Linked DNA regions of Mus musculus: all the other regions are linked to region 2. Evidence: chromatin contacts called from public HiChIP or PLAC-seq and promoter capture Hi-C data. All regions are on one chromosome and are shown on one strand. The core of a region is the stretch at or near the end of the contact, and the rest is flanking DNA. Distances in the headings are between cores, read along the strand shown. Region 1 overlaps Gm20517 (predicted gene 20517). Region 2 holds the start of Taf8 (TATA-box binding protein associated factor 8). Region 3 holds the start of Frs3os (fibroblast growth factor receptor substrate 3, opposite strand).

Region 1 (3,253 bases), core at 488-2,987, 150 kb before region 2:
GGAAGACAAAACAATGTTCCAATATTGCTATTAGAATAATGCCAACCCCATCAACCCCTGAAAGTCTGAGCACTTCCTGGAACCCCTGTAAGACACGGTTAATGTGTTTAGGAAAGATTCTCAAACAATAATGGGCATGGAGAATGAGAAGAGAGAAAGGAAACCATCACTGTGCACTGCCACTGAAACCAACTGGCCCAAAGTAGGCCTGCATTGAAGCTCAGAGTTTCAACCATTAGACCAGCGGCTCTCAACCTAGGGGACAACCAATAGAAAACACAGATATTCACATTACAATTCATGACAGTAGCAAAATCACAGTTATGAAGTAGCAATGAAAATAATGTTGTTGTTGGGGATCACCACACCATGAGGATTAGGAAGGTTGAGAACCACTGCCCTTGACAAAGAAGGCTGCCCACATAAATGCCACATAAACGTCTAAACCCTGACAGGGACCTAGAACTCATGAAGAGTTTGGGCTAGCTACAATATTTGAGTTCTGGACAATAAACATTTATGGACTTTTGAAATTTTATTTGAATACCACAGTGCTAAAGTGAACAAGACCTCCATGGTGAGCCTTTATCACAGCAGCTGGCAGTGTTCAGAGAATAGGGGGTGGCTAATCATTCTTGACAGGCGATGGCAAGCACAGTCTCTCCATCAATAAACTTCAAGCTACCCAAGACTTTACCGAAAGTTCAGAACATCACTGAGACACTGGTCATGGCTACTCCCTCCCCTGACAGGATTAATAAGGTTTCCCACAGTAAGGTTCTTCTTTACCCATTAAACAAGCTGCTCCCATCGCCTTCCATATTCTCACATTATCACTGGCTGGGTTTCCTCTTCTCTGTTACCTACAAGGGGAAACAATCTGTGAGCAAGGGCTGATACACAGCAAGAAAAAAGCAATTTTTATAAAATGTATAGAATCAGAAAAGTATTAGTATATTACAACAACAGTGAAACTCCTACAACTTTTCAACTTTCAAAACATGGGAAACAATATGACCCATTTTTCAGCTAAGAGCAGCCAAGGATTCAGTCATTTACCAGGAAAATGGGCCATAAATGCAAGCATTAAAGGTTTTCTTCTGGGAAAAAAAAGCATTTCTATTAAGATCACACACTGTCTTTGTATATAATGTGAAACAGTCAGAACTGAAAAACCATGCTAACAAATCACTCTAGTAGCAAAAGCTAAACTTAGTTATGCACAAGCATGTGATGGTTTGGAGAGGGTGAGAGATGGCTCCTTTGTATTAACTGGGTTTAGTTTTTTTTTTACCTATATCGAAGCAGCAAGTATCTTTAAAAGTAACATATTTGATACACAAAGGTATTATATTAAGCAAAGATAGAATTTATAGTTTAATAGATTACACATATAATCAGTTTTTAGATTTCTGACACTTTAATATTTGGGATTTAATAAAATTTGATTGGTGTGTTAGGTCCTACGTAACAGGATGGCAAATTCTCTGTTTTATCAGCCTCCTGGTGAATACAAGAATTCCTCTTGAGGGAAACTTTCCTTTTGATAGTATGCACCCTTGATATGGGGCCCCACCTCTAAGGTCTAGTCTCCTTGGAGTGGGCGTTCCTTGAAGAATGGCTGTCAAGATCTCAGAATGGTTGTCGGGAAAGGGAAATTGCTCTGCATTCTACAGGGGGAAGAAGTTGTTGTTTTACTGCTAAAAGGGACTGGGAGAAGAATGTTGAGAGGACAGAGAAGAAAAGAAGAGCCCTACAATAGGGCAGAGCTGGGATTGGGTGGGGATGAAGTGCTCAGGCCAAGGGCAGCCGAAAGTTGTCTGCATTAATGCAAAGCTAGGCTCTTTCCACCTCTATTTTGCTCCCTTTCTTTAGGTAGGTATACAAATCCACAATGCCGTGTGTGAATAGAGCCTTTCTAAAAATCAGACACACCAAGGTTCACATCTGAGTGCACTTGGCGCAAATCAGTACTAGAGGGCAAGAAAAGTCTGGGCCCACAAGGCAGAAGAGTTGCAGGACTGAGACACTCACAAAAGCTTTATAGGAAGAGCTTAATTCACTATATATTATAGGCTGCAGGTCTGAGACACACTACATTGACACTGTATGGATGGAGCCTCAAATTCAAACAGTATCTCTCTCTCTCACCCAAACACTTTTACTTCCAAAGTAAAAGTAAAATCCCTTAAAGCTACAGTTAAAACCAAGTAATTTTAATTTAATTTTAGATGTCCCCTCTCCCCAGCTAACTACATAAATCACCTCTACACTCAATAACTGTAAGATATGTAAGCATGTGGAATTTATGTTTACCATACTGTATTTGCTCTTAGTCAGAAGACCATGCTGGGTGTGGAGGCTTCTGATCCCAGTGTTTTAGAGGCTGAGTTGGAGGCCAGCCTGCTCTGTGGTGCTTCGTATAGAATCAAATGCAGGGCTTCCCCCATCAGGCAAGCACTCTACCAATAACATTGTATCCCCAGCCCACAACCTTAACTTTTCACCAGAGAAACTGAGATTGCAGCTCAGGGATAAAGTGCTTGCCTAGCTCAAGGCCCTCAGTTCAAATCCCAGTACCACAAATCTCAAATGAGATGTGACCCTGTATTCCATTATATCCAACAAGACACTAGAAAGATCTGCTCATTTATAAGGGTTGGCACAGATCATGGAAGTGGAAAAACCTTAGATTTAGAACCAGGGAGCTTGGGTGTATGGCCCAGGTTATCCACGTATGAGCTGGGAGACCCTGGACAACTCACCTCTGACTTGAGACCCCTAAACTTCCTCCCCTATAACATCAGCTGTACCAAAGATGCTGCCCAAATCAATAAGAAAATGTGTGTGCATACATTACAAATAAGTACATGGGAGATATCATTCTGGTGAGAGGAGACTCTGGTATTTAAACATTCCAGGAGCTCTGAGCAAGCTGGGATCAGAGAACCATGTCATCCAGGCAGAATTCAAAGAATTCTGAAATATGTTTGGCATTTGGTTCTTTATTTTACTTAAATAATTCCTAGTTTTAACCACCAAGCTTCGTAGGGACTAAAGGATATAATTAGATGAGAATTCTAGACTGAGAATTCCTAAAAAATAAAATAAAATAAAATAAAATAAAATAAGCTAAGCATACTGGCTTAGTGTGATCCTCCTGTTCTCAAAGCAATCCCAAAGCCCACCTACACTGAGCAGCAACAGCAGCAGAGGCAGGCACGGCCATGACCTACCATGCACCAGAGCTCCC
Region 2 (3,607 bases), core at 969-3,468:
TCTGGGGGTGAGAGAGACAGGCTTCTACGCTCACTAAGTAAACACTAGAGGCAACAGTGCAGGAGAATCACCCAAGGAGCTTGGTGGTAAGACAAAAGCCAGCACCCAGGTATAGGCTGTTGCCTAACTTGCAAGAAAACCCCGGGTTCCCCTAGCACTACTTACATTGAGTAAGACGGTGAATTATTGTAGCCCCGGATCTCTGGAGAAGGAATGGGTAGGATAATCAGGGTAGGGTGTTTGTCTTTGTTATTGGTCTGTTGCCTGAAGACACCACTCACGACCAAGGCAACTCTTGTAAAAAGAAGCATTTAATTGGGTCTGCTTGCAGTTTTAGAGGTTTATCAGTCATGGTGGGGAGCATGGCTGTGTAAATGGCGCTGGGACAATAGCTGAGGACCCTATGCTATATCCTGGTGTGCAGGCTGACAGAGGCTCACACTCAGAGACAGAGAGGCAGGGATTGAGAGAGAGACAGACAGACAGACAGACACTGGGCCAGGTGTAAGCTTTTGAAACCTCTAAGCCCACCTCCAGTGACACCTCTCCTCTAACAAATTGCCCAACTCTGGTGACTTAGCATTCAAATATTTGAGCCTAGGGGGTCCATTCTTATTCAAACCACCATGACATTCAAGGGGCAAAGTTGCTCCAGTTAAGAGTACTCTTCTCTTCCAGAGATTCAGTTCCCATCATCTACCTGGCAGTTGTGACACTCAATATGAGTGCTCAAATTTGGGTCATCTCCAAGAGCAGTATGTGTTTGTTCTTTTTTTTTTTTTTAAGATTTTATTTATTTTATGTATATGAGTACACTGTAGCTGTCTTTTAGACACACTAGAAGAGGGCATCCAAACTCATTGCAGATGGTTGTGAGCCACCATGTGGTTGCTGGGAATTGAACTCAGGACCTCAGGACCCCAGGAAGAAGAGTCAGTGCTCTGATTGACCACTGAGCCATCTCTCCAGCCCAGTATGTGTTCTTAACTACTGAGCCACCTCTCTGCCCCAAAGTGTATTTTTAAAAGAGATTTATTTGTTTCAATTATATGAATACACACACTGTAGCTGTCTTTAGACACACCAGAAGAGGGCATTGGATCCCATTACCGATAATTGTAAGCCACCATGTGGCTGCTGGGAATAGAACTCAGAACCTCTGGAAGAGCAAGCAGAACCAAAGTGTTTTTTTGTTTTTAAATATTTATTTATTGCATACATGTGGGTATATTGGTCTTGTCTTCAGACACACCAGAAGAGGGCGCCAGATTTCTTTTTCTTTTTTTAAAATATTTATTTATTTATTATATACACTGTAGCTGTCTTCAGACACACCAGAAGAGGGCATCAGATCTCATTACGGATGGTTGTGAGCCACCATGTGGTTGCTGGGATTTGAACTCAGGACCTTTGGAAGAGCAGTCGGCGCTCCTAACCGCTGAGCCATCTCACCAGCCCCTCTTTTTCTTTTTCTTTTTCTTTTTCTTTTTTTTTTTTTTTACAGGGTTTTCTCTTTGTAGCCCTGGCTGTCCTGGAACTCACTCTGTAGACCAGGCTGGCCTCGAACTCAGAACTCCACCTGCCTCTGCCTCCCAAGTGCTGGGATTAAAGTCGTGCACCACCAAGGCCCTGCGAAGGCGCCAGTTCTCATTGTAGATGGTTGTGAGCCATCACGTGGTTGCTGGGAATTGAACTAAAGACCTCTGGAAGAGCAATCAGTGCTCTTAACCGCTGAGCCATCTCTCCAGACCCAAATTGTATTCTTAGTGTATTTCTGAGAACTTACTTCATACAAATGGCTTTGTTTTTGTTTTTATTTTTATTCTTTTCTTTTCAGGGAAAGGGTCTCCTTATGTAGTCCTAAACTGGCCTTTAATTCATTGCATAGCCCACGCTAGCCTGGAACTCTAGATCCTCTGGTCTCAGCTCCAAAGTGCTAGGATTACAGACGGCAGGCTCCTGGACAAAATATGTTTCTTTTAACTCAGTGCATCTCACAGTGCGTCTTCCAGATCAATTGCTACAGCTACTGACTTAAGTGTCCAAGAAAGCTTGGGTCACACAACGCCACGTGAGCTTGGGCTATCCCGAGCTCCCTCCACCCCCACCCCAGACTCACACGTGTTCGTAGAGCTTTTCTATAAGGCGGGGCACCCGCGGCCCCGCCCTTCTCCACCTCCCACCCCGCAACTACAAGTCCCATCGTGCCCCGCGCTCACGCACACTACGCAAGAGCAAGATGGCTGACACGGCGGCCGGGCCTGGTGGCTCCGGAACGGTAAGGGTGGAGAGGCGCGGCGTGAAGCCGAAAGAGTTTGGGTCTTCTGGATCTCTCCCACGGTTTGGGCCACGGTCTCGAACCGAGAAGCCCAGGCCCGCTCTGAGACCCGGGGCTGGAGAGTATCTCTGGCCGTAGGCGGTCCCCGCTGCTTGGCTTTTGGCAGCGGCCTCCTGAATTGCTGCATCTGAGACTTGATTGGCTTGTTCCTTGTTGAGGTGGGAACCCGGAACTCCTTCTGATTGGTCTGAAGAGGCTGTTTTTATCCTCTTACTGGCCGGCCGAAGTTGGAACTTCGTAAAATATTTACTTGCTCTGCCTTTCTCTGCGGTGATGCCTAGCTCTCCTCTGCATCCTGTGGTGGTAGCTGGTTTAATTTTCCTGGTTACTGAAATGGTGTGATGGGACAAGAAGATAGTAGATTTATTCGCTCAGTACCATCATTCGTGTATATATTCTTCCTTTGCTTTTCCCTCTCTCTTCCTGCCTCCTCTCGCGCCTGCCTCTGCCTCCCGGGTGCTGGGAATAAAGGCGTGCCCACCACAGACCCGCTCCTGTAACTTTGCTCCAGAAAGAAGTGAATGGGGCTGGAGAGATGGTTTAGTGGTTAAGACGGACTTGCTGGTCTTTCAGAGGACCTGAGTTTGGTGGAGTGGCTCACAATCACCTGTAACTCCTGCTTCACGGAATCCGGGCCAGCGCGGCACCTGCACTCGCAGGAACACACACACGCGCGCAAAACACACACATCTAGTGGTTCAAAGTCTCACTCTGGGCTTCTGATTTCCAGAGACCGGGAAGTAAGCAATCCACTAACCCTGCTGATAACTACCATCTGGCCCGGAGGAGGACCCTGCAAGTGGTTGTGAGCTCCTTGCTGACAGAGGCGGGATTTGAGAGTGCCGAGAAAGCGTCTGTGGAGACACTGACAGAGATGCTGCAGAGCTGTGAGTACCAAGAAACACTAGGCCCGCTGTTTCCTTTACAGACCCCCCCCCAGCTCCGTGAACTCCATCCCAGATTCTCTCTCCCCTTCTCTTGGAAGACTGTTAGAGACTCAGCTTCAGGCAGAAGAAACACACATGTCCATTGTAGAATGAGACTGTTTCGATGCTTATACATGTGGGAGAGACACAAATAGCAACCTTGTCATTTCAGTCGTCTGCAGCGGCATTAAGTGGCATTAAGTGTTACACAACTCTCAGCGTTATCCATGTCCAAAGCCCTGTATCCCTGAACAACACTGGATTCGGTCTTCTCCACAGCCCCAAGAACGTCTCCTTTCTGTCTTTGAATTTGTTTTTGTTTTTTAATATAACCCTTCCCCGC
Region 3 (3,447 bases), core at 370-2,869, 200 kb before region 2:
GCTCAGGGCCCTGCCGGCGGAAATCAAAGTTGAAGACCCGCGGGGAGCCTCGTCGGCGGGTCAGTGGGACAGGGAAGCCGCTGTGGCTACGGGCGGAGGCCCGCGTGCTGGTGGGTTTCTGTAGCGGGGTTTCATCCTCCTCGCCATCAGGGAAGCCATTTGAGGACGGGGTAAGCCCGTCCCTGGAGTCCCCATCATCCCCAGCCTCCCCTCCCGGCTGTTGACCTTGGCTCTCCCACACTGGGGGAAGTGGGGGCAGGTTCTCATAGTGCAGCAGGGCCGCCCGACGGTGGGCCAGGCCACTCCACCCTCGCTCCTCAGGGCTCAGTCTCCAGCCAGCCCCTTGCTGCAGGCCCCCGCTGACGTTCTCGTAGGTGCATTTGGGCTGGGCTGGGCACTCAGAAGGGCCCTCGTTGTTGTTGTGATGGGGAGGGTCCTGCATGCCCGGGCAGAGGCTCTGGCACTTCATCACCTGCCGCCGAGCAGGGGTGGGGCCCAGCACGAACTTGACCTGCCCTGGCTGGAGCAACACCTGTGGGTCTCGCTGGTCGGAACCCTGTGTCTGTGCTGGGAGGGGTACCCTGCCCTCAGGCAGTGGCTGCAGGCAGTGGCGACTTCTGCCATCCTCATCCCCAGTTGGTGTGTTGACATAGGTGTGAGACTGCAGGCAGGGAGAGAGATGTTAAGTGAATCAAGTGGTTTCAAGGACTGGGAGGAGGGACAGGGCCAGAGAAGACAGGAAAAGAGCCAGAGTTTCTCCTGCCGCCTCCAACCCCCCCCCATAAGCGGCCCCTCCTGCTCCGGTAGAGGGGGGCCCTATCAAGTCTCTTCTGTTCTCCCAACCTTCCCTAGGTCCCGCCCACCTAGAGTGCCGCCCACCACCTGCACACCTGCTCCTCGGAGGCAATGAGGGTGTGGGTAGACTCTTCCCCAGGCGAGGGGTGTCGCAGACTGCTTGTGGAGGGTCGGCGAGGTGCGGAGGAGAACCGTGGGCCCTCTCCAGGGCAGCCAGGGAAGCCATTGGAGAAGCCAGAGACCGTGTAGCCTGGAGGTGGGTTCAGGGAAAGCAGTCAAGGAGAGGGGTATGGGAGAGCTGACAGTCATTTGCAGTCACGTGCACACATATTTGAGGTGCCCTGCAATCCTTCCAAAGGCAAGCAAGAGGCTCTCACGGCCCTATTATCACTCACTGCACTGACTGGGCAGCCCCCCACCCCCCTACACCTCTGCAATCAAATCCTGCCCTGCCCTCTGAAGCCACCCTGAGGCTGGCTCAACCTCCTACTTTCTCATAGACCTTATTAAACACTGATGGCACACCTGTCACCCCTGAACTGTCCTATGACCAGGCAGGCTTTGCCAGGGAGCACCAGGAAACCTCACCGACACAGGGGCCATTTTAGCCTTTCTGTCTCTCACAGGGAATACAATGAGCAGGGCTGTGTGGTCTGACTTAGCAGCCATCAAGAACAGATCATGGGAACCTCCACACCAATGTGAGCAGCGATGGCGCGCCAGCCAGCCAGGAGAAGTGTATTTTGTATGTGATCCAGGCCAGTACACGGAAGGAAGCAAAAAGCTCCAGACTGCTGTTTCTATGGCAACCCAACGTCTTCCTGTCTGCTTCCCAACCATCAGTTGACCCAAGGCGCAGGCCTCTGCAGCTCCAGCTTGAGTCACCCAACTGGCCCTGCCCAGGACTGATCCATCCTCAGGAATGGTTCTGACGACAGAAGACTGTCCAGGAAGGCTGGCTCACCCCAGCTCTCCCGTACCTGCTCCTTAGCTCGTGTGTGTATATGACAGGGTGACTGGGGTGGGGTCTCTCACCAGCGGGCTGTGGGGGCCCTCGAGGCAGGTCCAGCTCTGGTGGGTGGCTGCTCCGCGTGATGATGACCGGCTCCTCCGTCACGTTGATGCTGTTACACTGCATGAGGTCCTGCAGCAGGTTGAAGATGTCCTCTGCCCTCGAACACTTGAATGCAAAGATGCCTGGGGAAGGTGAGGAAGCAGTGAGGGCCTCCAAGACCCGGTTTTCCTAAGGATAGGTGCCTTCTGGGGTGGGGAGAAAACCATGGGTAGGTGCCCCATCTTCCTGTACCCATCACTCTGCCTCCCAGCTGCCCCCACCCCCAACCCTTCATCCAGGTATAGCCATCTCTACTATCTCTGAAGACAATTGGGTCTGACCTACTTCCAGCTCATTCACAGACTATTCAGACCAGAGGCAAAGGCCCACTGTTTCCACACAGGTTCCTCTCAGCTTGGGAGAGGCAGAGCAAGGCAGTCCAGTACTCCTTCCTGCAGCAGGTCTCTAAGCACTTCCAAGTGTCTGTCCACAAAGTGGCAACACTTGACTGAGCACCTGCAACTCAATGGCTCTGAAGATGCCAGCCTGGGGATCTGTAACACAGGCCTATGGGACTCGGGGGCAGCTGAGGGGGATGTGTGAGGTCATGCACACATCCACAGCAAAGATAGATGTTACCAGGTACGGTACCACATACCCACAGTTAATCATTAAGTTCAAGGCTGGCCTGAGCTACCCATGAAATCCCTGTCTCAAAAAGCCAGGGTATGTATATATGTATGTATGCATGCATGCATGCATGCATGTATGTGGGTTCCTAGCATGTACACAGTCCTGAGTTTAGTCCCCAGCACCACACCCACAGGATGATAGATACAATTAAACTGGGATATGGACAATGAACATTATATTACTCTTATATACTGCTACCCATTAGCTCCAGTACAGGGTAACTGAAGTTTGTATAAACAGGACGAGAAAGACGGCACGATATGTGAAAGCTGGACAAGACCAGAAGGACAGAAGTGGTGATACGTGGCTGTAATCCCACACTTGGGAGGTGAGACGAGAATCCCCGTGAGTTTGGAGACCAGTCAGGAACACATATAACAAGACCATCTCACAGGGGTGGGGAGGGAAGAGGAAGAGGAGGAGGAAGAGGAAGAGGGAAGGAAGGAGAGGGGAAGGAGGAAAGGAATGTGGAGTGGTGGGGGGTGCAGCAAAAGTCTGGCATTAGGAGGAGCCCTGAACTGGGAGCTCAGACAACCCCTCTCAGGTGCCAAGTGCGGATCAACCTCACCAGGAGGAAGGTGGCCTCTGCCTCACCTCTCTGCTCACACGCCATGCTTGCCTGTACCACAGGGATGAGGTGCATGCCAGGAAAGGCCCTTCAGCAATCAACCCGGAACACGCATTGCTTTGTGCTGTCTCGGGAGAGACAGCTCTGTCTGCGTGCAGCACAGTCCCAAGAAGGACTCCTCGTGCTGAGCATGTGTGGACCTAAGAAGCAAGGCCAGACCTCATGTCCCAACCTCAAGCTCATGAGCAGCCTGCCAGCCCCTGAGCCCTGCCTGTAGAGGGCACATGGGCAGGGGATACAGTATACTCCACTGCCCACAGGTGAAGGTGGACAAAGG

The links. HiChIP or PLAC-seq counts read pairs in DNA pulled down with a chosen protein or histone mark. Capture Hi-C pulls out chosen DNA fragments and counts their contacts.
Region 1: an H3K27ac HiChIP or PLAC-seq map of embryonic stem cells shows a contact between it and region 2, with 7 read pairs. The contact joins the enhancer-like site here to the promoter of Taf8 in region 2. A contact is called at or near these places in 4 of 39 promoter capture datasets (the C10 cell line, cranial neural crest, hematopoietic stem and progenitor cells and 1 more), 2 of 15 datasets of contacts at CTCF or cohesin (both in embryonic stem cells), 1 of 484 Hi-C or Micro-C datasets (embryonic stem cells), 10 of 115 datasets of contacts at active chromatin or transcription factors (the HPC-7 cell line, acute myeloid leukemia, embryonic limb bud and 6 more) and 4 of 9 other capture datasets (adipose tissue, embryonic stem cells, liver and 1 more).
Region 3: a promoter capture Hi-C map of pancreatic islet shows a contact between it and region 2. The contact joins the promoter of Frs3os here to the promoter of Taf8 in region 2. A contact is called at or near these places in 25 of 39 promoter capture datasets (the 3T3-L1 cell line, 3T3-L1-derived adipocytes, the C10 cell line and 16 more), 3 of 15 datasets of contacts at CTCF or cohesin (the NIH/3T3 cell line, embryonic stem cells and large pre-B cells), 59 of 484 Hi-C or Micro-C datasets (the 3T3-L1 cell line, the 63-12 cell line, B cells and 38 more), 26 of 115 datasets of contacts at active chromatin or transcription factors (the HPC-7 cell line, the NIH/3T3 cell line, the SCID.adh cell line and 16 more) and 4 of 9 other capture datasets (adipose tissue, embryonic stem cells, liver and 1 more).

What each region holds. Positions count from the first base shown.
Region 1 is chr17:47,647,560-47,650,812 of GRCm38.p6, reverse strand. All of the region lies in intron 3 of Gm20517 (predicted gene 20517), which reads right to left. Usp49 (ubiquitin specific peptidase 49) reads right to left here. Exons shown (of 7, transcript NM_198421.2): 2 at 790-863. Among named protein-coding and RNA genes, the nearest start is that of Usp49, 18 kb to the right of the region's middle. Within about 2 kb of position 1,737, at least 13 of the 459 cell types and tissues checked have an H3K27ac peak or open chromatin away from gene starts, as enhancers often do. A contact at or near this core is called in embryonic stem cells and pancreatic cancer cells, where this site is marked.
Region 2 is chr17:47,500,902-47,504,508 of GRCm38.p6, reverse strand. It overlaps Taf8 (TATA-box binding protein associated factor 8), which reads left to right and starts at 2,218. Exons shown (of 9, transcript NM_022015.4): 1 at 2,218-2,278; 2 at 3,069-3,225. The coding sequence starts at 2,240.
Region 3 is chr17:47,700,168-47,703,614 of GRCm38.p6, reverse strand. Frs3os (fibroblast growth factor receptor substrate 3, opposite strand) reads left to right here and starts at 1,619. Exons shown (of 3, transcript NR_045913.1): 1 at 1,619-2,001; 2 at 2,783-2,870; 3 at 3,173-3,447. Frs3 (fibroblast growth factor receptor substrate 3) reads right to left here. Exons shown (of 7, transcript NM_144939.2): 5 at 1,831-1,992; 6 at 891-1,045; 7 at 1-661.